Linked DNA regions of Mus musculus: all the other regions are linked to region 5. Evidence: chromatin contacts called from public ChIA-PET, HiChIP or PLAC-seq and promoter capture Hi-C data. All regions are on one chromosome and are shown on one strand. Each heading gives the region's core, a stretch centred on a gene start, on an enhancer-like site or on the middle of the called end of the contact. The rest is flanking DNA. Distances are from core to core; before and after follow the strand shown. Region 1 holds the start of Hyou1 (hypoxia up-regulated 1). Region 2 holds the start of Slc37a4 (solute carrier family 37 (glucose-6-phosphate transporter), member 4). Region 3 holds the start of Hinfp (histone H4 transcription factor). Region 4 holds the start of Dpagt1 (dolichyl-phosphate (UDP-N-acetylglucosamine) acetylglucosaminephosphotransferase 1 (GlcNAc-1-P transferase)). Region 5 holds the start of Cd3d (CD3 antigen, delta polypeptide). Region 6 holds the start of Ccdc84 (coiled-coil domain containing 84). Region 7 holds the start of Upk2 (uroplakin 2).

Evidence for each region. ChIA-PET counts read pairs in DNA pulled down with a chosen protein or histone mark. HiChIP or PLAC-seq counts read pairs in DNA pulled down with a chosen protein or histone mark. Capture Hi-C pulls out chosen DNA fragments and counts their contacts.
Region 1: a contact with region 5 is called in an RNA polymerase II ChIA-PET map of memory CD8 T cells, with 110 read pairs. The contact joins the promoter of Hyou1 here to the promoter of Cd3d in region 5. A contact is called at or near these places in 4 of 115 datasets of contacts at active chromatin or transcription factors (bone marrow-derived macrophages, effector CD8 T cells, memory CD8 T cells and 1 more).
Region 2: an H3K4me3 HiChIP or PLAC-seq map of the SCID.adh cell line shows a contact between it and region 5, with 9 read pairs. The contact joins the promoter of Slc37a4 here to the promoter of Cd3d in region 5. A contact is called at or near these places in 2 of 115 datasets of contacts at active chromatin or transcription factors (the SCID.adh cell line and effector CD8 T cells).
Region 3: an H3K27ac HiChIP or PLAC-seq map of regulatory T cell precursor shows a contact between it and region 5, with 5 times the contacts expected there. The contact joins the promoter of Hinfp here to the promoter of Cd3d in region 5. A contact is called at or near these places in 1 of 39 promoter capture datasets (liver), 1 of 484 Hi-C or Micro-C datasets (CD8 T cells) and 1 of 115 datasets of contacts at active chromatin or transcription factors (regulatory T cell precursor).
Region 4: a contact with region 5 is called in an H3K27ac HiChIP or PLAC-seq map of thymic regulatory T cells, with 6 times the contacts expected there. The contact joins the promoter of Dpagt1 here to the promoter of Cd3d in region 5. A contact is called at or near these places in 2 of 115 datasets of contacts at active chromatin or transcription factors (memory CD8 T cells and thymic regulatory T cells) and 1 of 9 other capture datasets (adipose tissue).
Region 6: an H3K27ac HiChIP or PLAC-seq map of thymic regulatory T cells shows a contact between it and region 5, with 4 times the contacts expected there. The contact joins the promoter of Ccdc84 here to the promoter of Cd3d in region 5. A contact is called at or near these places in 2 of 39 promoter capture datasets (the 3T3-L1 cell line and hippocampal neurons) and 4 of 115 datasets of contacts at active chromatin or transcription factors (the SCID.adh cell line, effector CD8 T cells, memory CD8 T cells and 1 more).
Region 7: a contact with region 5 is called in a promoter capture Hi-C map of pancreatic islet. The contact joins the promoter of Upk2 here to the promoter of Cd3d in region 5. A contact is called at or near these places in 5 of 39 promoter capture datasets (hippocampal neurons, liver, pre-B cells and 1 more), 1 of 484 Hi-C or Micro-C datasets (cardiomyocytes), 1 of 115 datasets of contacts at active chromatin or transcription factors (the SCID.adh cell line) and 1 of 9 other capture datasets (pancreatic islet).

Annotation. Positions count from the first base shown.
Region 1 is chr9:44,377,521-44,380,932 of GRCm38.p6, reverse strand. Hyou1 (hypoxia up-regulated 1) reads right to left here and starts at 1,443. Exons shown (of 26, transcript NM_021395.4): 1 at 1,338-1,443; 2 at 323-420; 3 at 24-117. The coding sequence starts at 413.
Region 2 is chr9:44,396,810-44,400,581 of GRCm38.p6, reverse strand. Slc37a4 (solute carrier family 37 (glucose-6-phosphate transporter), member 4) reads right to left here and starts at 2,228. Exons shown (of 8, transcript NM_008063.3): 1 at 1,961-2,228; 2 at 1,101-1,333; 3 at 544-787; 4 at 1-93. The coding sequence starts at 2,108. It overlaps Mir7085 (microRNA 7085), which reads right to left and starts at 159; the gene lies at 94-159.
Region 3 is chr9:44,304,216-44,307,921 of GRCm38.p6, reverse strand. It overlaps Hinfp (histone H4 transcription factor), which reads left to right and starts at 2,251. Exons shown (of 10, transcript NM_172162.3): 1 at 2,251-2,306.
Region 4 is chr9:44,324,705-44,328,465 of GRCm38.p6, reverse strand. Dpagt1 (dolichyl-phosphate (UDP-N-acetylglucosamine) acetylglucosaminephosphotransferase 1 (GlcNAc-1-P transferase)) reads right to left here and starts at 1,651. Exons shown (of 9, transcript NM_007875.3): 1 at 1,261-1,651; 2 at 794-914; 3 at 300-513. The coding sequence starts at 1,427.
Region 5 is chr9:44,980,344-44,984,059 of GRCm38.p6, reverse strand. Cd3d (CD3 antigen, delta polypeptide) reads right to left here and starts at 2,274. Exons shown (of 5, transcript NM_013487.3): 1 at 2,120-2,274. The coding sequence starts at 2,174. It overlaps Cd3g (CD3 antigen, gamma polypeptide), which reads left to right and starts at 3,629. Exons shown (of 7, transcript NM_009850.2): 1 at 3,629-3,716.
Region 6 is chr9:44,416,542-44,419,954 of GRCm38.p6, reverse strand. Ccdc84 (coiled-coil domain containing 84) reads left to right here and starts at 1,886. Exons shown (of 11, transcript NM_201372.4): 1 at 1,886-2,086; 2 at 2,159-2,322; 3 at 2,746-2,844. The coding sequence starts at 1,967.
Region 7 is chr9:44,453,469-44,457,399 of GRCm38.p6, reverse strand. It overlaps Upk2 (uroplakin 2), which reads left to right and starts at 2,633. Exons shown (of 5, transcript NM_009476.2): 1 at 2,633-2,769; 2 at 3,207-3,338; 3 at 3,467-3,605; 4 at 3,847-3,917. The coding sequence starts at 2,694.

The sequences.
Region 1 (3,412 bases), core at 194-2,693, 600 kb after region 5:
CCCTGACCCAGATCTACTCTTACTTGTTCAATACAATCTCCATGGGCACTCCAGGCTTGACAATGGCCACCTTCATGGATTCACTGCCCAGGTCTACAGACATCACAGCCAATGTGTCTGAAGGGAAGACAGAATGTAGGTTTCTCTGTCAGTTCTCTGCTTCCCACACCCTCCTGCCTTCCTAAGGCAAATCAATGGAAGCAGCCTGCTTTCCATGGCAAAGACAAAGAAAAAGGCTAGATCCAGCAACCCCAAACTCGAGTAGGCACCTTGTGCCCTCTTATCCTTCCATTCTTCTTTAACACCTTAGCCAGGTACATACCGCTCAGTGCCAACAGGTCTGCCAAGAGGACAGCCACCAAGGCCCAACAGAGTAGCCTCCTTGGCCTCTGCCTTCTTACTGTGGCTGCCATTGTGACCCTAATGGGAAAGGAAAAACACTTGTAACTGGATGCTGAATGAAGAAGGAAACAGAACCACATCCCAGAACAGACAAGCTCAAAGATTCTTATCTGTTGCACTTTGGCAAAAAAGCACAGCAGCTCGACCTCTTCTCTTCCTTCCTGAGGAGTTTCAATCATTTTAAACATCCTCCCAAGTGTCTCACATTCGGGCCGAAGCAAAAGGGCCCTCCACCACTTACTTAGACAAATAAGAGTTGACCTTTTTTCGGTCTACGTACAGGTAAGCAATCGGCACACCACAGCACTGTACCTGTCAGACACCTGGAGCTTGGCCAGGACCCTCGAAATCGGCTCAAATACCTCACACCTGGGGTTCCCGGGTGGCCGGGAAAGCCAGGTTGAGCTTGGGCAGGAACTGGAAGGTGATGACGTTGGGGATGGCTGGCACAGAAGGGTTTGTCCCCTTCTCTGAATTCCCTGAGCATTGTCCAGCCCACCCTCCTTGCCCATCCCACTCCTGGGCCACGCTGCCTACGCAGACGTTGTGCAGGCTAAGGTTACAAGCCGGGTGGATGTTCACCTAAACCTCACCTGACGAAGGTGGAAGATCCCACTCCCAGAAATGGATTCAGGCCCACCCTGAGCGCGAGGGGGCAGCTCAGCGCCTGAACTTCAGGACCGAAGGGACCGGTGTCCGTGCGGCCCTCGCTCCGGCTACCGGCCCGCCCCCGAAGCTAGCACGCTGCCTCCCCTAGGAGCCGCGGCCCGACGGCTGCTCCATCCTCACCCCCGCTCCCTCTGGCCTTCAGCTCCTGTGTCCTTCGCTCCGGGATCAAGGCGGCGAGGACGTACCCACACGGCCAGCAGCACGACCCCAACCCCGGGCCCTTCACAACTCCCCTTCGTTTGCAAACTGTTACAGTGGCCACCAACCTCTCAGCGGCGTCTCGCGCACCAGCCGGCCCCGGACGCGGCGCACGCTCATTGGCGCCCCTGCCGCTCGGCCCTGCGCCGCGCACTTAGCACCGCCCACGAGACCCGGCGCGAGACCCCATTGGTCCACGTAGAAGACCCGCCCCTCTGCGGCCCCGCCCCTCGAGGACGCAGCTGGGCCTGAGTACCGGTTGGGACGAAACTGCCAGAGCTGGCTGCGGATTGGGCCACGTCACGGTTCGCGGCCGGGTTACTCCTCGCGGGACTTCTGCCAGCATCGGTGCCGGACGCTTCGATGCGGAACCCTAGCGGAACCCCGCGTGGGAGCAGGTGCTCTCGTGGATTGCGAAGTCCTTGGCCTTCTTCCGGTTACCTGGGGCATCCGCGCGACGGAATCATACTGAGCTGCATTCGCTGCGGCGACGCGGAAGAGGCGCATGCGTGTGCCCTGGACTTGGGCAAGATAACAGGGGACCACTCCAACTTTATGGGTTCATTGAAAAACCTAAGCCACAAGAATGATGTTCGCTGATGGGCCGGAGATAAACCGTGTTTGTGACGGATTGGCTTTAACTCTGAACCCCAATAGTACGAGAGACGATATTGCAAACTAAAAAATAAGACTTTAATTGGCTTGACCTTTGGTACCGTCATTGTTTCTTCTTAGGAATGGTTCAGGGCTGGGAAAATAGCTCAGAGATACAGCTCTTGTCTGGCGTAGTTAAGGCTCTGGATTCCATCAACAACACCGTTCAAAAATTAAGAAAAGAAATGAGTATTCGGGCTGGTGAAATGGCTCAGTGGGTAAGAGCACTGACTGCTCTTCCAAAGGTACGGAGTTCAATTCCCAGCAATCACATGGTGGGTGGCTCACAACCACCCATAATGAGATATGATGCCCTCCCTCTTCTAGTGTGTCTAAAGACAGTGTACTTACATATAATAATAAATAAATCTTTTTTTAAAAAATGAGTATTCATGTGATGTAAAGATTAGGAACGGACTGGTGGTGGTGGCCTTAATCTTAGCACTTGGGAGGCAGAGGCAAGCAGATCTCTACCTGCTTGAGGCCATCCTGGTCTACGGAGCAAGTTCCACAACAAACAACCAAGGCTACCCAGAGAAACTCTGTCTCAAAAACGAAACCAACCAAACACACACACTGCTACCCAGAGAAAAGATTTATAAATAAAAGTAAGTCCCCTGACACAACCTCCCACTCTTATCTGTAGCATGATATGTAACTTCCTGCTCATTATGATACACATATCTCTTTCTAGAAAAGTAACATTTTTCGAACAATAACAAAAAAAGCAATTATTTGCTATTTTTCAACTAAGAATTTTCTGTGTCAGTGGGATTTCCCTCGTTACTACTGTACAACATTGTGTACAACAGTGCATAATGTGGGCTTTATCTGCCAGTGATAGATGTGTAAGTTGTCGATTCTGTTGAGTTTCGCTTTTTTCATTTTGTGTGTGCTGTACACACATATGGCATTTGTGTTTGTGTGTGTGTGCTGAGTCCAGAAAAGAACATTAGATGTCCTGCTCTATCAATTTCTGCCTTATTTATTTTTTTAGACAGGGTCTCTCATGAAACATGGAGCTAGGCTGGTGCCCACCAAGCCCCAGTGAGTTTCCCTACTCCAACCTCAACAGCACTGTGATTACAAGTGCATAGGGCCTTTTAAAATGCGAATATTTTCCTCTGAACTCAGGTACTCAGGCTTGTGCAGGACACCCAACATCTCTCTAGTGCACTCCCCTTTTCTCTCCCTCTCTCCCTCTCACTTCCCCTCCTCCTTTCCCCCCTCTCCTGTTCCTTTTTTAAAAATATTTTTTTATTCATTCATTCATTTATATGAGTACACTGTAGCTGCCTTCAGACACACCAGAAGAGGTCATCAGATGGTTGTGAGCCACCATGTGGTTGCTGGGAATTGAACTCAGGACCTCTGGAACGAGCAGTCAGGGCTCTTAACCACTGAGCCATCTCTCCAGCCCCTCCTGTTCCTTTAAGTCGTTAGTTGTTGTATTGTTTTTCTTTGGTGTTTCTCTGTGTAGCTCTGGCTG
Region 2 (3,772 bases), core at 979-3,478, 580 kb after region 5:
TTACTCCGAAGACCACGAGGTAGCCAGTGGACAGCACCCAGAGATAGGGGGACAGCAGCAGATCCTGTAGGGTGCTCTCCTCCTTTGATGAGCCTGAAGGTGGGGAGAGGCCAGCTAGGACTTGGGCTCTGCTCCTGCTGGCCTGCCCCCACTGCACCACCACCGTTCATTAGCCAGCTGCCAGAACAGGCTGTGAGCACCACCAGGATTGATGTGGGGCACCCCCTCAAAGCCCTGCTTCCCTCTCCCCTACCTCGATGCAAATGAAAGGAAATGAGGACGGTGCAGGTGGAAGAAGGCACCCAAACTGCTTAAACTTAGGGGGTTACCCAGAATGGAGAGATCTGTGCTGTCAGAGAAGGCTCAGGATGCGCTGGCTGATTTCAGGATAGAATCTTTACTTCTCCCACCCAATCTCCATTACCATTCCTTCGCCTACATCCAGTGGCAAGCACAGGGCAAGGCAAAGGCTAGTCCTAACAAAATCGTGCGGAGCCAGGGGCAAAGGAAGGTGCTCTAGGAGTCAGCTTGATAGAGGCTTACCCTTTTTGCCCTTGGAGGGGGCAGGGTCCAGATTTCGGAGTCCAACATCAGCAGGTTCATTGTGGATAAGCAGCAGACAGAAGAAGGAGACAACCACACACAGTGCCCCAGACAGGGCCAGTGTGCTGCGCCAGCTGTAGCTCTGGGCGAGGATCGTTGCCAAGATAGGTCCCAAACTTCCAGCCAGGTTCATGCTGGTTGACAACACAGCCCACCAAGTGCCAAACTGGGATGGCTCAAACCACTGTGAGGCAGAGGGGAACAGAATAGGTGCCTGGCTTAGAGGCCACACAGAAGGAGCAGCTCGAGTGTGGCAGACCTAGACACTCACATTACAGGGATGAGGGAAGAGTGCTTCTACTTGGCGGAGCCCAGTCCCTCGTCTGCCACCCGATCCCACCACCCTCAGGCTCCTAAAATATCCCAACAGCAGCAGGAGCTGGCAGGGAACTCCTAAGGAACCTGCTATGGGTTAGGGGTGGAAGGGTTGTGTAAGAAGAGGTGCTCCCAAGTGCCCACTGGGTGCCCTCCCCCTCAGGCTCATCAGATGCACTCACCTTCCTCAGGATCTTCCCACAGGGGGGCCAGCCCAGCCCCTGTGCCAGACCATTAAGAAACCAAAGAGCAGCAAAGGCTGACACTGTGGAGCTCCATGAGAAGACTACGTTGACCAGACCAACCAGGAGCAGCCCAGAGGAGAAGAGCCAGCGGGCGCTCATCTGATCTGACAGAACCCCGCTCACAAACTTGCTGATGGCGTAGGCTGCCGACTGGCTGCTTGTGATGAGCCCTGCAGCGAAGGGGAGCAGGGAGCAGGACACCTGAGGGGTTAGGGACAGGGCAGAGGCACAGGAGGGGCGGAGGAAGGTAAGGGGTCAGGTGTGTACAGGTGCCTGGCAGGGTGAGACAGGTTCCTTCCCGGATTTGACACTCTCCTGCCTGCTGAGCCGTGCATCACAGGCCCAGGCTGACTTGGACCTTCTCAGCCTCTTGGATTTCTTTCTTTCTTTACCCCTGGAATATGCAGTTCCCACCTCACTCTGAATGCTCGCCAAAAGCCCAAACACGTCTGAATGCGAAGGACTCTAGAGTCAAAGATCTTATTCCCCCTGGCAGGTAGCACGCAGGACACATCAAATCATGGTGCTACTCTCCCAGTGTTCACCGTGACCTGCAGGTGCAGCATGCACGAACAGGTGTGAAAACCTTGCTACCCGCTCCCAGTAGCACCTCCTGGGCACGTGTGGGTGCCAGGCATATACACCGGCTAAGCACTGGTTTCACATGTACACCCACACCCAGGCACATGGAGCTCAGCCTCTCCACCTGATACAAGCTTGAAACCCCCCATGCTTGGACAAACCATACTCCAAATGGTGTATCCCACAGCCCACCACCCTGCCCTTCCATGGCTTACCCAAATCGTCCTTGTCCAGAGCGATCTCATCCACCAAGGAGGGCATGACAAAGGAGAAGGTTTTGCGGTTGAAATAGTACAGGCTGTAGCCTCCAAACATGGCCGCAAATATGACAGTGCGATAGTAGCCGTAGCCTTGGGCTGCCATGGTAGAAAAAGCTGGCCCTGCTGGCCCACTCCAGTACTTCTGACCACAGATTCTTGACTGCTCCTGCTTGCAGCTAGCTCTCTTTAGTGCCTGGATCTGCTGAGCTGTGTTTTTCTGTGCGCTTTCTCTCTCCTCCACCCAGGCTCTTTATAGCCGCCTTCTGGACAATCATTAAGCCTGGGGCAGCAACCAGGGAACCCAGTGTCCTGAGAGAGACAAGAAAACAGGTTACTGAGAGCCAAACCGGGGGAGGAGAGGGTCCCCAGGACTGCTTGCCCTTCCCTCCTTTCCCAAGTCTTCTTGCCTGTGAAGCCAGCTGTGATTAAAGGCTCAGCCTAATTACTTTTGTCTGCACAAGCCCAGGGGAGGCTCGGGTAGGATGAGCAGAGCAAGCTCTCAGTATAGCCCTACTCCCTTGGTCAATGAACTTTCTCATTCTCTCAGGTTCCTTTGCGGTGCCAGGCTGCCGGACATTGTGAAAGGCACTAGATCGGTTCCTACCCCCCAGGTTCATTCAATCAACCACATACCTTAAAAACAACCCCACACCCACTGCTGAGCCTTCACCAAATGCTTAGCACACAATGGAGTACAGTTTCCTAATAGGTATCCCCTTCATTGGGGGATATATTTCTTGAACTCCTCATGGTGGTAGGGAACAGCGCATACACTTTCCTTATACACACAGTGATAAAAGGTAGATACATAAATTAGACCTAGTAAGTAAATAGTAAAACACAATGAGGCACCATAGTAAAAGTTTCTTAAAGCCTATCGTTTATTTCTGGAATTTCCCATTCTCCTTTTTCCACTAAGGCTGGCCTCTGTCACTGAAATGTGCAAGGAACAACAGTAGGTAAGGAGCGAGATAACTGCAGTAGTTGCAAAATTAAACGGGGGGACAAGCCCCTCAGTTCACCCTGCAATGACACGCAGAAGGCGCGCCTAGGGCTTAGGTCTGGATGAGACCCCCTTGGAACTGCCTCTGGATCCCTATTACCCTGCGACATCAGTAGGGGGTCCGTACTGCGGGGCTGTGGGTCCCCGAAGCACGCCACCGCAGCTTTCTGCTCCGCTGCACAGCCGCTGGAGCACAAGGCGTAGGCGAGAGAAGCCGCACGTAGCCTCGGGAGGCCCCTCGCTCTGGCAGCCTAGGCTCTGCCAGTCAGGATGGGCAGGCGGCGCCGCTTGCCACCTGCCGAGCACCCCGTGTCCTCAAGCCACCCGGGACACCCGACTCCTGGCTGGGAACTGCGGGTCCTGGGGACAGGAGCAAGAGAGCTGCGGAGACTGTGCGCTGCAGCCACGAGGGCACCGCATCTGCAAGAGCGCTGTCCCTGGGCCGTGGAACTGTCGCCATCCCGGAAGGGCAGTCACCCGGACAGCCTCCGGCGTAGTCGGAAGTCAGGGGAGCCCCAAGGTCCCAGACTTGCCCTCTAGTCCCGCCCTCACTGACGCCCCTCCTTCGCATGCCACCCCTACCTGGACGGAGGCGGTAACCCCTAGTGGGATGGGGCGGGACTCGAGTAAGGCTGGTGCGCATGCACAGAGTTGGGCGGACTACTGTCCACCCTGGGATGGAGACGTCATCCTGCCTGTCAAGCAGCTTCCAGTGAAAGGACAGTGCCGCTTATAGGCTGAGCACCACATGACCTATTACGTTT
Region 3 (3,706 bases), core at 1,002-3,501, 680 kb after region 5:
GTAATTCCAATTACAGGGAGGATCTGATGCCCTCTTTTGGCCTCTGCAGTCACAGCACACACATGCTGTACCCACATCCATGCAGCAAATACTTGTAGACATTAAAGAAGTAAATCGTAGCTAGTTGTAGTGGTGCATGCCTTTAATCCCAGCACTCGGAAGGCAGAGGCAGGCAGAGCTCTGTGAGTTCAAGGCCAGCCAGGCCTACACAGGATTATAGAAGTGAGGTATCATGACCACAGCTACATTCTCTTTCTCGAGACATTGCCTGTAGGATCTTTCTGCCTCCACAGCTGCAGCAGATTTGGGTTTACAGGCCTGTGAACACCTGGCTCAACTTGACCTATTTTTATGTTGTCTCTAAACTTTTATTTACATAGGACACAGACAAAATGATTTTTGAGGAAGTGTCTCTAGCCCAGGCTGTCTTGTCACCTACTATATAGTACCAGCTCCCGGAAACTGCCCTCAGGTTTTATGATCCTCCTTCCTGCCTCCCCTTCCCCTGCCCCTCCCCTGGGAGTACAAGTGTGTATGTGTCACCACACCAAGCTCATTGTGGTGGTTGGCTGTATTTTGTTTTCGGAGGGGAGGTCTCTCTCCCTGTCTAACCTTGGGTGGTCCAGGACTCACTATGTAAACCAGATTGGCCTTAAACTCAGAGGTCCACCTGCCGCTTCCTCTGGAGTGCTAGGAGTGAAATTATGTGCCGCCGCACATGGCATTTTTTTTTTTTTCGAGACAGGGTTTCTCTGTGTAGCCCTGGCTGTCCTGGAACTCACTTTATAGACCAGGCTGGCCTCGAACTCAGAAATCCGACTGCCTCTGCCCCTCGAGTGCTGGGATTAAAGGCATGCACTACCACGCCTGGCTTGAGCATGGCAATTTTAAATTCTGAATTTCCTTCACTGGATTGTGTGACTGTGACTGGTTTATAAAAACGAAGAAATAGGCGCAACTGGTCTTTCTCACTGGGTAGTGTAGACTGCACAGTAGTAAGCACAAATACAATATATCATAATAAGAAGAGTCAATTCTCAGGCAAAGGACCGTCTCCATTGAAAACACAAGAATGGCTAGTTACGTAATGGGAAGTGGGAAGGGGAGACTTTCAGGGGAAAACAAGTGGACACATGGGAAGTAAAAGGAGGCACAGTGTGGTGGGGAAACTGAAATTTGTGTCTGAGGTGCAGGAAATGAGGTCCAAGACGCAAGATAGGATTTGAGGTAGGCAGCACCCAGATGCTGGCGTTTGGAAATTCTCCATTTGGTTTGGGGCCATTGTACTGAAGGCAACAGAACGCCTTTGAATATTTTACACAGAATTCTGACTTGATCGAGTCTGGTTTTGTTAAAGATCACTTTGCTGGGCTCTGTGAAGGATGTCTTGTAGAGAAATTAAGCACTGGGGCATGTTAAATGAGTGTGGAGTTCTGGAATGGGTGTCATTCGTCGAACAGAATGGAAGTGAAGATAGAGGAATATGGATGATCACGTGTTAAAGAAAGTAGACTTCGGCCGGGCGTGGTGGTGCACGCCTTTAATCCCAGCACTTGGGAGGCAGAGGCAGGCAGATTTCTGAGTTCCAGGACAGCCAGGGCTACACAGAGAAACCCTGTCTCGAAAAAACCAAAAAAAAAAAAAAAAAAAGAAAAAAGAAAAAAAAAAAAAGTAGACTCCGGGGCTGGTGTGTGTGTGTCTGTTGGTAGAGCATTTGTCTAGCAAGCAGAAACCCTTGAATGAATCCCCCAGTATCCCTTAAACTTGGTGAGGTGGCGCACTTAGGCAGGTGGGTCTCTGTGAGTCCAAGGTCAACCTGGGGTACGGTACATAAAACAGAGAAGACTTAAGAAAATCAAAGATGAAGGTGGTGCCCCAGTGTAGGCGAACTACCTAGACAACTAACCGAACTACAAACACCGTGAGGAAGATGACAGACAAGGCCGGCCAAACTAGGCGCATGCCCAGTGGGTGGTCGGCGCGAGTTTGCGCAGTAGTGGGAATTCAAGCCTCAAAGCTTCCCGCCTGCGCACAGTCGGGAGCAGGCCCAACCCACTTTTGAAGGTGACGCGAACTTCAGCCACATCCGGTCGTCCCTCACTCTCCCCCTTGGGACTCGGAGCCCTCTCCGGGACGATTCCCGCCTCTTCCGTGTTTTGGTGCGCACGGGCTCTGACAGACGCAGCGGCCATTGGCTGTCGGTCGACTCGAGAGCGGCGATTGGCTGTCGCTGGTCGTCGCTCAAACGCCTCGGGGTAGATGGTGTGAGGTGGGTGGGGCGCTGGGCAAACCAGCGGCGCTGGCAGGTGAGTGGAGGCTTGCGGCTCCCGTACCTTGGCGGCTAAAGCGGCTCTCTCCGGAGCCTGCGGAAGGCCGGGCTTCCTGGAGCCGCTCGGTGTGGCGTCCGTGCCGGCCCTTAGCCTCCGCGCCCTCGGGCTAGGGGGTCTCTGCGGCTGGACTCCCTCGGCACCACGCTTGACGCCGGGGATCCCGGGAAGCTCTCCCGGATGGGCTACTTCCTCTGAGTTCTAGCTACCTATCCTCCGGCCTCAGCGCCCAGGCGAGGCTGCCCACCGGCCTTTTCGTGTCCCGATCTCCCTGGTCCTGCGCCTTGGATTGGTTGCGGGGTTCAGCCGTCAGATCCTGGTCTGTGAGTCCTTGTTTAGGACCTGGGCCTTTCTTCTGGATTGTGGCTCAGAGTTCATTGGTGCCTGGCGATAGAGTATATACTCTCCTGATAATTGTTGATGGGATGGTTTTGTACTTTGACTAGTGATGAAATGTCAGGTAAGGATCCTGGGGGGGTTGGATGCTTCTCCATCCCCTAATTAACACTCAGAAACAAGGCTAGATGTAGCAAACCCTTAGTGAGCCTCAGTAGTGCATTAGGCCCATATGGCTTAAGTAATTTAAGATCACAAAACTAAGGAGTTTCGTTTTATTTTCCTTCTCCATCCTTCTGACTTCCTCTTCAGACAGATACACCCTTAGACATAATGTGATGTCCGTGGTGGCTTTCTTTTTTGTGAGACCATCTTAACTTTGTGGCTCTGGCTGTCCTGAAATTCTCAAGAGATCCTGTCTCAAAGACTGGCAACGCCACCCTGTTCCCCACCACTTGATTAGTGGTGTGAGCATATGTGAGTGAATGGTGGTGGTGGGGTTCCTGGGGTCATATTCAGGTTGTCAGGCTAGTGTGACAAGAGCTGCTTTCCCCCACTGAGCCATCTCACTTCTGCAGAATTGTCCCTTTAATGTCCCTCCTAGAAATTTTGCATCAACCTTTCACTTTGTTCTCGTTCTTTTAAACTACATACTTATTATATACTTTTGTTTTGTTTTGTTTTTAGAGACAGGGTTTGTCTGTGTAGCCCTGGCTGTCCTGGAACTCACTTTGTAGACCAGGCTAGCCTTAAACTCAGAAATCCGCCTGCCTCTGCCTCCCGAGTGCTGGGATTAAAGGCGTGCACCACCACGCCCAGCTTATTATATTCTTAAAAATGTTTAGTAAAGTATAGACACTGGAGTGTAAACAGGGCTCCTTCAGTCAAATGGAATCTACATTTTAACGTTAAAGGAGTAGTGGGATCTAGTATTGTGTGGGCAAAGCAAAGACAAATTATGGTATTGAATGCCTGACGGAAAATTTAACGTAATCCAGTAAGGAGTAGAATGCTTCAGGGTCATGTAGGCTATATGAAATAAG
Region 4 (3,761 bases), core at 402-2,901, 650 kb after region 5:
AGCCATCTCATCAGCCCTATGACCCTGTTTTGTTTTTTTGTTTTTGTTTTTGTTTTAAATACAAAACAGAGACAGGAAAAGCTTTGATAATAAGTCTTAGTGCAAGCATGACTTCCTTGAAACAGGAAGGAAATAAGAGATAGGGAAGAAGGAGGGAAAAGAGAGAAAGTAGATACAAGGACAGAAAAGAAATGGTTGATGGGGATATGGACCACCAGGAGGGGTCCTCTATTGGGACCTCAGAGGCAAGGGTACCAGAAAGTAGGTGCCACAGGGGCAGTAGTGGCAAGGTTACTCACCCAAGTCCAAATGCAGGCCCAGAATCCAGCGGAAGGGCTTGGGCACCACGATGGTTGTATTGCCAAAGTTTGTGAAGTAGACCATGAGGAGAGGTAGTGAGGCAGCTGTGGGCAGCAGCAGCTTGTGGCGCCAGCGGAGATTGAGGACATCATCAGCAAACCCCAGGAAGATCATGCAGCAGATGGCAAGGAGGGCACCTATTAGGGCCACAAACTGGGGGAGAAGTGGGCACGTAATGACTCACACCTACTTCTACTCTGTCAAGAATTCCTGTCTTTTCCATTTTTTTTTTCGGAGTTGGTGATTGAACGCCGGGTCCTTGCACATACTCACATACTGAGAAAGCGCTCTACCACCGAGCTATATCACCAGTCCAAGAATTCCTGTCTCTATGGTTGTGGCCACAAGCATCCTTTTCCCAAATCCAAATAACCCCAACTCAAGTGCCCGGCCCCAGCCAGCCCGCTAATAACTTCCCCACTGGTGCACTTACTTCATGGTGGGGGAATGCCTTACACTGCTCCTCCACGAAGCAGTTCAGGAAGGGGAAAGGGATGAAGCAGAAGAGGATGATAAGGAAAACAGCACCGCTGATCACTCCCTGGGACTCTGGGCTGCGGCCCAGCGGGAAAGGGTGGAGGAGGAAGAAGAAAGGGGCGTGGTCACTCACAATAGTAGGGGTCCCAGTAAACCAAAGTGGCCTTCTCAGGATTTTGTTTGTTGGGGAGTAGGGAGAGCGTGCACAGGGCAAAGGATACCTACCCCTCTACAACTCCTGACACCCAACAGTTCCATTCCGTCCTTCCCAAGGATAGACAACTTTAATGACCTCCCAGAGTTCTGGGTGCCTAGGTTAGCTTTCCGGCTAGTGCAAAGCCAAGCATCTCAGTCCTTGCCCCTGTTCTGCACAATCCTGCCCCCCCCCCCCCCAACCCAGGACACTCGCGTGCGGTTACTCACATCTGCTGCTGGCTGAGCTTGTTGAGGTCCTGGCCACAGAGGCGCGCGGCGATAAAGTGGCTACGGAAGGCAGGGATGAGGGTGACTGTAGCCACGAATCCCAACAGCGAGCCGATCAAATTCACCAGCAGCGGCAGCGGCAGGGGCAACTCCGGGAAGGCCCACATGGTGACCCTCCGGTGGCCGCCGCCCCGCCGCCTACTCAGCTAACTGGTAAGCCAGGAACAATCCCGTGGCCTCGGCAGCCGGCAGTGCGGCTCCCAACCCGCAGAGGATTCCGGCGCCAGCGGGAACAAAACCCAGCTAGGACGCTAGGACCTGACCCTCCCTCCTGACCAGCAAGAAGCTCTTAGGAAGCAACCTCGGCTCTGCCCCGCTGCACCTACCCATTGTTTCCACCCGGATCTTAATTGCGAAAGAACTATCGCTGCTGAAGACCGAAGCACCATTTTTAAAACGGGCACTGTAGCCGGACCGGTAGTGTTATTTTAAACAAAGCTTTAGTTCTAAAGGAGTGGTACCATTAGCGTTTTTGAAAACTCAACTGAAGAAAATACAAGAACGTGGATACTCTCGAAACAATCATATTGTGCAGCTCAGAGTGGAAATAGGCTTTGCCCAGTTCCAACATGAACGCTTCCTCGTACCACGTGGCTGACACCGCTAGTTCTGTGGTTCCACGTCGTCTCCCTCGCAGGTCGGGTTTAAAGGGCTAGCAGCCTGAGCTTAGTCTGGGATGCCCTGGGGCTGGAAATATGGCTACTGAGAGCTGGCCGTGGTCAGGAAGAATGAGAGTGTGGAAGCACACCCGCTCTTTGCAGGAAAACTGTTGCCGACGTAAACACTGGTTCCAGAAACTCAGGAACAATCTGGAGGGTTTTTAAAACCTGGGAAGCTCAGACACTCGAAAAGCCCCTCCCGCCCTTTTTCTTGTTCATGATCCAGGTACTTTTCCCACAACCCACCCACCTTCTGCCTCCACTATAGCAGTTTGTTGCTGGGCAACCTACCGCTGCATTTCGCCAGGAGGAAACTGTTTGAGCTTTCAGGTCTTCGATTAAAGCAGGGATTAAAACTTGATGTTGGATCACAGCACTGTGCCAACGCTTTCCAAATAGACAGAAACCGACGCATTGCAAATAACTAACGAGGCAGGAGAGCTTGTCCATACCTCCAGTGAGCTTGTGGGTTTCCTCCCAGTCAAGTTTCTTCCTCCCAGTCACTTACTTGCCTTTTGACACCTGTACACGCTAGTAGTACAGCAGTTCACTGGAATATTGATCCCTTAGGTGGCAAATGTTTTCCTCAGAGAGGAATCCACCACAGAGAGTTAGGGAGTTGACAATAACATGGCGTTTTGTCCATCCCCTTTTGAATTACAGCATACTCCTAGAATCAGGGTGAAGTTGACACTACTTAGGTCAAAGAATTTCTTAAGGGCTGGAGAGTAGGCTCAGTGGTTAAGTCTGCTCTTCCGAAGGTCCTGAGTTCAAATCCCAGCAACCACATGGTGGCTCACAACCATCCGTAATGAGATCTGACGCCCTCCTCTGGTGTGTCTGAAGACAGCTACAGTGTACTTACATATAATAAATCTAAAAAAAAAAAAAAAAAAGCCGGGTGGTGGTGGCCCACGCCTTTAATCCCAGCACTTGGGAGGCAGAGGCAGGTGGATTTCTGAGTTCAAGGCCAGCCTGGTCTACAGAGTGAGTTCCAGGACAGCCAGGGCTACACAGAGAAACCCTGTCTCGAAAAACCAAAAAAAAAAAAAAAAAAAAAAAAAAAAAGAAGAAGAAGAAGAAGAACTTCTTAGGTTCCTTTTTCTGAAAGTCAGGTATTCAATGTCCATTCAACTTGGAGATGGCTCTTATTAACATTAAAAGCCCCATCTATGTCCCAAATACACTTTACTGGATAGTATAGTAAGTTTTGTTTTTCTTGTATGTGTAACACATGCAAGCCAACATCAGGGAGGCAAATGTTTTCCTCTCCTCTGGTGTCCCCTGAGGCATAGGACACAAAGAGACCTGTGTACCAGGCATCATCATGCATGATGAGTGAGTAAAAAAAAAAAAAAGAGAGAGAGGGATTGGAGTGCACGCGGATGTGAGAGGGAGGAAGGGAGGGAGGGATATTAGCTCACAACATTTCCATAGTTGGAGGGGAAGGGTCTTCCAAACTGGGAGGCTGAGCTACACAGAGCAGGTGGGGGGGAGGAGCTAATGAAATCCCCAGAGGAGGGAGCATTCAGCTATCCTGTTGATCAGGAGTAGCTGAGACTCCCTGGAGGTGTGAGGGACAGTCTGTATCTTTATTTATTTTTTTATTACTATTATTTTTATTTGGAGGCCAATTCTAATCAAGCTTCTTTTCCAAGCTGGCTTAAAGCCCTAAAATCTCTTTGTTTCTTTCTTCTCAGAGACCACTATCTCATCCACCAGCCACCTAGGAGGGGTGAGAACTTGTTTAAAGACCAGGCACTAGGGATTTATGTGTCTGGT
Region 5 (3,716 bases), core at 1,025-3,524:
GCTGTAATGAATTACCAGCCCAGTGATTCAGATTTCCCAGAGTAAATCCTATGTAAGAAGATTCGTTGGGAGCATAGCCCAATGGTAAAGACATATGAAATGCCCTAGATTTGATCTCCAGCACTGCATATATACATATATACATATATATGCATGTATGTATATGTACATATGTGTGTATATATGTGTGTATGTGTATATATATGTATATGTGTGTATATGTATGTATATGTGTGTATATATATATATATATATATATATATATACAGTGACTTGCATCTGGAATCTCATAACTTGGAAGGCTGAGACAGGAGAAGACCTGAGATAGCAAAACCAACCTAGGCTACGTAATGAGTTCCAAGACAACCTGGGCTATGGTGTGGGTGAGATTCCCATCTCAAAAAAAAAAAAAAAAAGTAGTTCAGTAATTCTGTCAGAGCAGAGGCATCTGGGACACAGATACTGTCACCAGAAATAACCTGAGGAGTTTCTTTAATCTTTGAGGAAACTTAACTCAAGTAAAACCCAATCTCCTTGAACAGAAAACTTTAAGATGAACCGGGTTTATCTTAATATATTTATATTATATTAATACAAGGATATTTTAAAGTAGATTTTAAGCATGAGTGTTAAGAAAGACACTCCAGGATGGCTTCCCAGAAAGAGATGCACCATCTATCTACTTTACAACAGCTGAATACACTGCTTGGGTGGGTCTTGAAGTTCTTGTCCCCAGAGTTGTTAAGAAACCTAAATGAGTTCACAGAATAGTATGGGCATCAAACAGAATTACAATGGATGGAACAAATGTTTAGAGTTGGGTATGCCAGATGCAGGAGCTCTTCACAGCAAACAAAGAAAGTAGTCGTATTTATGAGGCTCTTAGAGAATGTTCTAGAGAGGAATGAGGCCCTGCCCAAGGTCATACACAGTCCAGCCTTAAGCCTGACTTGTTGCTATTTTAAATAGCAGCATAGTAAAATACCCGTATCAGAAAAGAGCAGCTTGTAGACAACTTATACAGAGAACATTAATTGTGCTGAAATTCTCAAACCCTAGCTAGTTTCTGGGTTGAGCGGTTCCTGTCCCTCCTGTGCCCCTATAATTTTTACTGTCTTTGCCATGCTTGCTTAAGGAGAAAGGGCCACCAATATGTATCAAATCTGCTCCTGAGGCTCTAAGTACATCAAGTCTGGTGGGAGAGGTGAAAGGCTGTGGGCACAGTGAGCCTTCCCAGCCCAGAGGGCACTGCCATGCCTTATGTCTACAGCCAGCCTTCCCTGGAGTCTGTGTGTCTCTGAGCTTCATTACTTAGTTACTGATCTGAACAAAAGAGCACCCTCCAGAAAACTCCAAAATGGCTGCCCCTGCCTCTGAAGCAGGAACATATATGAGCATGCTGGAGAAGAGAGGTGTATGTAATTCTTCTCCTCTTAAAGTCCCGTCTTCTTTGGAGTTACGTCCAGTAGAAATCTCTGGTGGCCAGGACAGCTCTTAGAGTAACCATTTGACCCAGTTTTCCTGGGACGGCTGAGCTCTGAGATGTGAGCTTCGCAGTGTTATTTTGGAGTTTGTTTGGTTTGGGTTTTTTGCACTCCTTGAGTCCTACCCCCGTGTTATCTACCCAGCCTGCTTTTCTGTTTTAAAAGCAAACAAACTGAGAAAGAGTTGGCACTTAGGACTTACAGACTTTAATATAACATACCCTCTGCCTGTCCTTCCCATTCAGCTAAAGCTAACTTTTCTCTTAAAGATCGCTTCTAAATTCTGAGCCGAGCCGTGGCTCCGGGTGGTCACATGACCAAGAATCCTACTCCAAGAGGCCATTTGCCTTAGACGATGCAATGGGTATAACTTCATTACTAGTTTTAGGCCTAGGGACATACAATATGGAACCATTTCCTACAAATGTCTGGTCCAAGGAGTTTGGGGACACCATCACGACCAATGTGAGCCTTGACTAGAGCAGGTCAAAGCCGAATGCTTGTTTCCTATGCCCTAGCCTTGCCCTTTTATCTTCCCCAGCTTGGTAAACGAGATGCACTATCCAGTGGACTTCTCCCAGTGACAATGCCCCTCACGGGTCCATCCTCCACACAGCTGAAGAGGCCTCCCTTACCTTGGGGGAGAACAGCAATCAGTATCAGACTAGCCAGAATCCCGCTGTGTTCCATCTTCCAGAGGGAATCATGCAACAAATAGAGGCAAGCCACAGGATGATCAGCCAGGGTTAGCACTATCCTCCGCCAACAGACTCATGGGTATTCAGAAAAAGGAAGAGTGGGGGAGGAACTAGAAGAAATCTGCCTCTCTACCTTCTGCCTTTGATGGTGTAAGACTGTCAAAGCAACAGTGGGCTAGGTGTGGGGTAAAACACAAACAGGTGCAAACTGCTCTTTCTGAAGCAAAGATTTTGGGATGATTGATACAAAGCAGAGACTATGAGGAAAGTTTGTTCAGAATTCTAGGAAGTGTAAGGGAATTTAGAATAGCCTTTCCTGGTAACAAAAAACAAATAGCAATAGTCACTGGTAACAAACAAAGAAGATTTTGGGCTTCCTATGAACAATACAACTACATTTACTCACAAACAAGGAAGTGCCACCTCTTTAGATCCACTGAGAGAAACTATTACACAAGCCACATTAGCAGATCCTCTTGTTTCTGATCAGTCTCAGGACCCTTCACAGGACACTCTGGGACACCACATCAAGCTGCTTCTAGCCAGTGGGAAGATGGACTTGAGAAGCCCTCATCCAGACATCGGAATCCTAGGTCCAGCACATAGTACCCATGCATGGAGTGTCTCAGAGCTTGTCTCCCTCAGCATCACTCTAAGGATTGGGGGAGGAGTGTTTGCATCATGCCAGCCACATTAAGCCATCTCAGTATGAGAGTCTTCTTAACAATATAATCAATCCACTCATTTGTAGAATCGATCCTCCCCAGGAGACAATAGACTTTTCTACCATGTGCTGTGGGGATCTAACTTTCCACACTGCTATAATCAGAAGGTCATCTGTCTGGGGACAAAATTATCCTTTGTGCCTGGAATCACATAGGAATTCTGTGAATTTCTGTTATGCATTGACTGGCTAAAGGAGACAATAGCCTGAGACCCTGGAACTAGCCCAGGGTCATACACCAAGAAATAAGCTAGTTGTCCCGTTGGGATGTTCTCTTCTAGGTGGGTACCACTTAGATGTTCTCAAAAGAACAGTGTCAAAAATCTCTTAAGGAAGGTCTACTCTAAGATGCTTTTCCATTCAGAACTCCAGTCTCATACATGGAAAAGTTCTGCCTAAACCCATGAGTTCTGGGATCAAGTGACAAACAAGTCCAGACCTAGCCAGAAGAACAGGCAGGAACATTCATCACTGTCATCGAGAAAAAGGCTCAGTGGAGTCTTCAACCTATTGCGCATAGAGGTTCTAGTGGTAAAGGGGTTTCCAAGTGGGAATCTAGAACCTCATCCCCTGCCACCTGCTATCCTGCAAGCCTTAACAACAACAAAAGAGAAAACGAGATAAGTCAGAGCATCAACACCCCTGCTGGGGCCCCTGCTGCCCACACTCTACAGGAGAGGGCGGAGACACCTGGTATTGCCTCTACTCAGAGTCCCAGCTCAATGCATGCTGGGTGGAGCCAGGCCAGCTGCTGCACAGGCTGTCTGGGTGGCTGGGTGGCTGGGTGGCTAAGGGACTCTCAATACTTCT
Region 6 (3,413 bases), core at 637-3,136, 560 kb after region 5:
TGCCTTTTTACTCTTAATTTTGCTGAACTGGCTTTTTTTTTTTTTTTTTTTTTTTTTTTTTTCTGAGACAGGATTTCTCTGTATAGCCCTGGCTGTCCTGGAACTCACTTTGTAGACTCAGAAATCCGCCTGCCTCTGCCTCCCGAGTGCTTGGACTAAAGGTGTGCGCCACCACGCCCGGTGTGAACTGGCTTATTTCTTTGGTGGAGAAAAACTTATCACTCAGTGTGTAATTACAGTTCCAGGAGAATTGATGCCCTCTTGTGCCCTCCAAGGGCACTAAGCTTTCATGTAGCACACATATACATAAAATAACAATTAAAAACTACAAAAACCTGAGCATTGTTGCTTACATTTAGAACTGCAGCACTCAGAGGCTGAAGCGGGAGGATCTTTGTGAGGTAAGAGGCTAGCTCAGGTGCAAAATCTTGGTAAAAGGGGAGGGAGAGAATGAGAGCACACTCATGCCGGACAGATGGTTCAGTGGTGAAGAGCACCTGCTGTTGCGAAGATCCAAGTTCAGTCGTCGGGAGCCTAGGGATCCTACAAAGTACCGCCTCACACAAGAGATGCATTGGGAAAGATACAAGAAAAAGATCGTCTCTACCCAGGCAAAAAGCAGCAAGGAACCACATACGAGGCAAGCATAATATAGAATGGGATTGGCGGGGCACTTTCCAGGGTAGTTTTTGATTGGTGGGATTTTATGGTCTGATCTTGGGCAAACTCCTGGATTGGTGGAATTTTGTGACCTGCTCTAGGAGCAAGCTCAGTGATTGGTGGAATTCTGTGGCATGTTTTTAGGGTAAACTCAGTGATTGGTGGAATTCTATAGTCTGATTTTTTTGGGACAAACTCAGGGATTGGTAGGATTTTGAAGCCTAATACAGGATTTTTTTTTCCTTCCTGCCGGGTGGGGCTTGACTACCTGTATATGCAGGCGCTGGAAACCTGGCCACTCAAGGAACTTAATTGTAAAGATGCTGGGTTTTGTTTCACACAAGCCAAGTTCAGGTGGGAAATGAGCATTTGGTAGAGGAGACTGGCAGGAAAATACTATCAAGTAAGCTTAATTGCAGAGACCTTGGGAGCAGACTGCTTTGAGCAACTTTGGAACAAATGGGGAAAAACATATTGGGTCTGACCTGGGCGGCGTATGACATTATTCTTGTAATGGCGATAGAGCATGATTCACTGTAACCATTCAAGTTTTCAGAATTAGATTTCCCAGCCAATGCTCGGAGAAATGACTTACAGAGAATATTCTTGTGCAGAACACCTTTGAAAATTAAGAATATCACAGTCTGCCGGGCAGTGGTGGCACACGCCTTTAACCCCAGCACTTGGGAGGCAGAGCCAGGCGGATTTCTGATTTCGAGGCCAGACTGGTCTACAAAGTGAGCTCCAGGACCCTTCCTCGAAAAACCAAAAAAAAAAAAAGAATATCACAGTGACTTAGACCCCTGCAGGTCTCAGGGAAGCTGGAGGGGCTGCTTAATACACCTCTCTAGCTTTCCTCAGAGGTCCTCATTTCTTCAGGAGTAGATTTTTTTTTTCCCATGTGTAAAATGCCAATAATCTCACACCACAAAGCATCGACGTGAGGATTCGGTGAGGTCATTAGCACAAAGCACGGGGTCACAGTGTGCGCCCTGAAATTACCAGTTCTGCGTTGTTACGCTAAACTGGGTCTTTGTCAACGCCTGAAAGTGTGCGATCTGAGGTCCTAACTGGCGTGCATTCTTTCTCGTTCTTTCACAAGCTGCCGGGTTTTCTGCGGGTGCGTGGGAGGTGGGGGCCCGGAGTGAATATTCCGCGCAGCCGCAGAACGGATTGCAATAGCGCCTACTGCCTCTAGGGGAACCGGGAGCTCCTAGGTCGCCCCGCCCCGTCCGGCCCGGAAGGGTCAGGGGTCAGTGGGTGGTGACGAGCCGCCGCTGTGTGGGTGTTCCCGGGTCCTGGGTCTATGGCGCCACCGCAGCGATGTCCTCTGTGTCGGCAAACTTTCTTCTGTGGTCGCGGTCACGTCTACAGCCACAAGCACCAGCGGCAGTTGAAGGGGGCTCTGGAGCGGCTTCTACCGCAGGTGCGGACCCGGGGCTGGGGAGGCCAGGAATGTGGGCTGGTTTCAGGGTCCTAGCTGGCTTCTGTCCTGCAGGTGGAGGCCGCCCGCCGGGCCGTCCGCGCCGCCCAGGTGGAGCGCTATGTCCCCGAGCACGATCGGTGCTGTTGGTGCCCGTGCTGTGGCTGCGAAGTGCGAAAACACCTGAGCCATGGCAACCTGACAGTGCTACACGGGGGTCTGCTGGAACATCTGGCCAGGTGACAACTGGAAAACACCCACCTCCCCCGTACAGACAGAGAGTTGTACACACGTGTGGCATGGGAAGTTGAAATTGGGGAGAAGGAAGGTCGACTTTGTGACTTAGTTGGGTTATGGACTGAACTACCTGGCCAACCGTGGAGTTTAGTGGATCTTAGCCCTTCCACGGTCCCAGTGGTGTGGGTGATCTTTCTAGAAAAGCCAGGTTGCTCTCCTCTCACCACCACCACACACTTTATTGGAAGAAAGGAGTCCCAAGATAGAGGTCTTGAAGAGGTTGGTATAAACAATCCTCTTCTCTCTGCCAAGCCCACAGAAGCAACCCAATGGCCAATCTGCATTACTTACCTAGTGCTCTGACATTCGGTACAGTTTTACTCTCTTAATGACTAGCTACGATTACTCTTTCTCTCCATTCTCAGCCCAGAGCACAAGAAAGCCACCAACAAATTCTGGTGGGAGAACAAGGCCAATGCCCAGATGAAAGAGAAGTTTCTGATCTCCCCCCAGGATTATGCACGGTGAGTTACGTGTTCGTGAGTTATCCAGGTCTTTGTCAGGCACAAGAGCTTCTTTTTTTTTTTTTTAAAGTGGTTTTTTTTATGCCATTCTTTTTTTTTTTTTTTTTTTTTTTTAGATTTATTTATTTATTTATTTATTATATGTAAGTACACTGTAGCTGTCTTCAGACACTCCAGAAGAGGGAGTCAGATCTCGTTACGGATGGTTGTGAGCCAACATGTGGTTGCTGGGATTTGAACTCCGGACCTTCGGAAGAGCAGTCGGGTGAGCCATCTCACCAGCCCCACGAGAGCTTCTTTAAATTGGGGAGTTCTGAGGGAGTGTGATGGTCCACATATGTAACCCCAGGACTAGGGAAGCAAAGAATGGATCCTTGAGCAGCCAAAGCCAGTTGAGGCTACAGACAGAACCTTATCTCAAAACAAGAACTAATTGGGGAAACTCAACTCCAGTGTGTTGGTGACCATTTATAGCTCTAGTACCCAGCTGAACCAGGTTAAGGTCCAGGCCAGCACATGTGGTTATGTTTCAGAACACCAAAAATAAGTAAATGTATTGCAAAGTCCAG
Region 7 (3,931 bases), core at 1,384-3,883, 530 kb after region 5:
TGGGAAGGCTTAAAGGCACAGGACCCTCATATCCCTTTAAAAATGTGACCAGAGATCTGCTCTTTTTATCCCACACTGTCTCACTTCTAATTTCAAATGGGGCTTAGGAGTGGACCTATATGGTCTGCTCTGCAGTAAACCAATCCTCTTCCTGATTCCTCCTAAATCCTCACGTAAACACTGTGCTATGTGGAGGTTTGAGACTTGCCAGGAAGATCTCCTGACCCTGACACCCTACCGTGTAGCCCTCTTCCGCACCGCCAGTTCTCCCTCGTGTGTGATCTTTCTGTGTGTAAAGTGAGGAGGAGATCTCATCTAAAGGGGACAAAAGCCAAGGAGCTGGAAAAACAGAAATCAGTTCCAGTTCTCCACCCAAAGGCAGCCTGAGAAAAACCTCTGTCCCACTTTGCATTTGCATGTGTGTGTGTGTATGAGTGTGTGTGTGTATGAGTGTGTGTGTGTATGAGTGTGTGTGTGTATGAGTGTGTGTGTGTATGAGTGTGTGTGTGTGGATGAGTGTGTGTGTGCACATGTATGAGTGTGTCTGTGTATGTATGATTATATGTGTGTGTCTGTGTGTGTGTATGAGTATGTGTGTCTGTGTGTGTGTATGAGTATGTGTGTCTGTGTGTGTGGATGAGTATGTGTGTCTGTGTGTGTGGATGAGTGTGTGTGTGGATGTGTATGAATATGTGAATGTGAGAGTGCATGTGTGTGTGTCTGTGTGTATACGAGTATGTGTGTGCATGTGGATAAGTGTGTGTGTGTGTGTATGAGTATGTGTGTGTGTCTGTGTATGAGTGTTTACACCAATACAGCATCTGCTAACTCCAAATGTGAGTCTGTGTCTCTGCGTTACCTGTAAGCGTCATAGGAAGTTTTACGAAACCATGAGATGGCTCAACAGGTAAAAGCTCTTGCCACCATGCCTGACATTTTGGTCCCCAGAAGCCACATTATGAAAGGAGAGAGCCAATGCCCACAACTTGCCCTCTGACCTCCACATAGACACTGTGGCACACATATGGGCACACATATAAAATAATAAATGCAACTTTAAATTTTTGAAAGAAATTAAGTTTCGGGTTTTACCTCAGACCCACTGTATCAGAAGCTACATCTGAACCAGTTTCCTGATCGTCCATTGCACAGTAAATTTGGAGATCGTCTGGTGAGAGTTCCTCCTGCTCCCAGCCGGAGCCCCCAGGTTCTGTTGTCTTCTACCCCCTACACACATTGCAGACTTTAAGTCCACCCAGCATGGGGGAAAGGACAGAACCCCATCAGCCCTTCAGTGGCCCCCACTTTTCCACTAGGACCTTTCTCTGGGGTTGGGGAAAATGGGTGGTTCCTGGAGCAGACCCTGACGGTCTGAGCTCAGGTCCTATCGAGTTCACCTAGCTGAGACACCCACACCCCTGCAGCCACTTTGCAGTGACAACCTGAGTCTCAGGTTCTGCATCTATAAAAAGCAGTGCCTTTCAGGAGGGCATGCAGAGCCCCCTGGCCAGCGTCTAGAGGAGAGGTGACTGAGTGGGGCCACGTCACTCGTCCATGGCTGGAGAACCTCCATCAGTTCTCCCAGTTAGCCTGGGGCAGGAGAGAACCAGAGGAGCTGTGGCTGCTGATGGTGTTTCTTCCCCAACTGTTGTCCCAGGCATCGAACCCCAGAGCGACCTGCACACAGTCCACCGCTGAGCCACACCCCAGCCCTCCACCTCCTCTGCTCCTGGTTACAGGATTGTTTTTGTCTTGAAGGGTTTTGTTGTTGCTACTTTTTGCTTTGTTTTTGTTTTTGCTTTTTTTTTTTTTTTTTTTTAACATAAGGTTTCTCTTTGTAGCCCTAGCTGTCCTGGAACTCACTCTGTAGACCAGGCTGGCCTCAAACTCAGAAATCCACCTTCCTCCCAAGTGCTGGGATTAAAGGCATTCGCCACCATCGCCCAGCCCCTGGTCTTGTTTCCTAAGGTTTTCCTGCTTTACTCGCTACCCGTTGCACAACCGCTTGCTGTCCAAGTCTGTTTGTATCTACTCCACTGCCCACTAGCCTTGCTGGACTGGACCTGCGTTTACCTGGAAGCCTTCACTAACTTCCCTTGTCTCCACCTTCTGGAGAAATCTGAAGGCTCACACTGATACCCTCCGCTTCTCCCAGAGTCGCAGTTTCTTAGGCCTCAGTTAAATACTAGAATTGGATCTCAGGCTCTGCTATCCCCACCCTACCTAACCAACCCCCTCCTCTCCCATCCTTACTAGCCAAAGCCCTTTCAACCCTTGGGGCTTTTCCTACACCTACACACCAGGGCAATTTTAGAACTCATGGCTCTCCTAGGAAAACGCCTACCTCCTTGGAGACAGCACCCTCTACAGTCCAGGAGGCAGACACTCAGACAGAGGAACTCTGTCCTTCAGTCGCGGGAGTTCCAGAAAGAGCCATACTCCCCTGCAGCTAACTAAGCTGCCAGGACCCAGCCAGAGCATCCCCCTTTAGGCCCGAGGGCCAGCTCCCCAGCCTGAAAAACCTGTCTGGGGCCCCTCCCTGAGGCTACAGTGCCCAAGGGGCAAGTTGGACTGGATTCCCAGCAGCCCCTCCCACTCCGAGACAAAATCAGCTATCCTGGGGCAGGGCCTCATTGGCCCCAGGAAACCCCAGCCTGTCAGCACCTGTTCCAGGATCCAGTTCCCAGCGCAGTATGGCATCCACACTGCCTGTCCAGACCTTGCCCCTGATCCTGATTCTGCTGGCTGTCCTGGCTCCGGGGACTGCAGGTCTCTATTGCTGGTGGGAGCGAGGAGGGTTTCAGAGCGCTAGACAGGGAGCATTGTCTCCCCAGGGCTCTCAAGGACAGAATGTTGGTCTAGCTGGTTGGGGTTGAGAGTTACTAGTGGTAGGGATCAGGTGACAAATTCCTGGGCTTCTTCCAGATCCAGGAGTCAAGAAATTTGGGTAAGTGTCCAAGGTTTGTGTGAGTTGGGCGAGACTGGGGACTGACTGGGTGCCATGGTCTAGTCTGGGTGCCATGGTCTAGTCTGGCTCCCAAACAGCGCGGCGTACCCACCATCTGCAGCTCAAGCCTGCCATCTGGTGGTCAGATCCACACGCTCCTCTTCTGTCTCTGCACCCTTAGCAATGACCACCCACCCACCCCGCCAGCTCTGAGTTAAGAGGGGGCTAACTCCTGAGTTCCCTCTCGGCTCCCTAACAGACTTCAACATCTCAAGCCTCTCTGGTCTGCTGTCTCCGGCGCTAACAGAAAGCCTGTTAATTGCCTTGCCCCCATGTCACCTCACGGGAGGTAATGCCACATTGATGGTCCGGAGAGCCAACGACAGCAAAGGTAGACCTCCCTTGTACCCATTTATTCTACTCGTCGTAACCCCTCTTAACGATACCCAAGAGCTGCCCGTTCTACAAGAGTGGACTGCTAGAAATCTGATCTTGCCTTTCACTCCTATTTCCCCTCAGTGGTTAAGTCAGACTTTGTGGTGCCTCCATGTCGCGGGCGCAGGGAGCTTGTGAGCGTGGTGGACAGTGGGTCTGGCTACACCGTCACAAGGCTCAGCGCATATCAGGTGACAAACCTAACACCAGGAACCAAATACTAGTAGGTACCGATGGACACCTGTGGAGGTGGGATGCAAAAAAGGGAAGTGGAGGTCCCGTGAGGGTGGGGAAGTGCCAGGAAGCATGAGTTAGAGAGGGCACAGCTAAAGGGTAGGAAATGTGAACCTGGACCCCAGGAGGGCCCAGATGGGACACATAGCTAGAAGGTGGAGGCTGGAACCCCTCCTCCCGAGTGCCAGATACGTACAATCTCTGCTTTCTCTCAACTCCTGCCTCTAAAGCATATCCTACCGAGTACAGAAGGGGACATCCACCGAGTCCAGTCCAGAGACTCCCATGTCCACGCTTCCTCGTAAGTAAAATGCC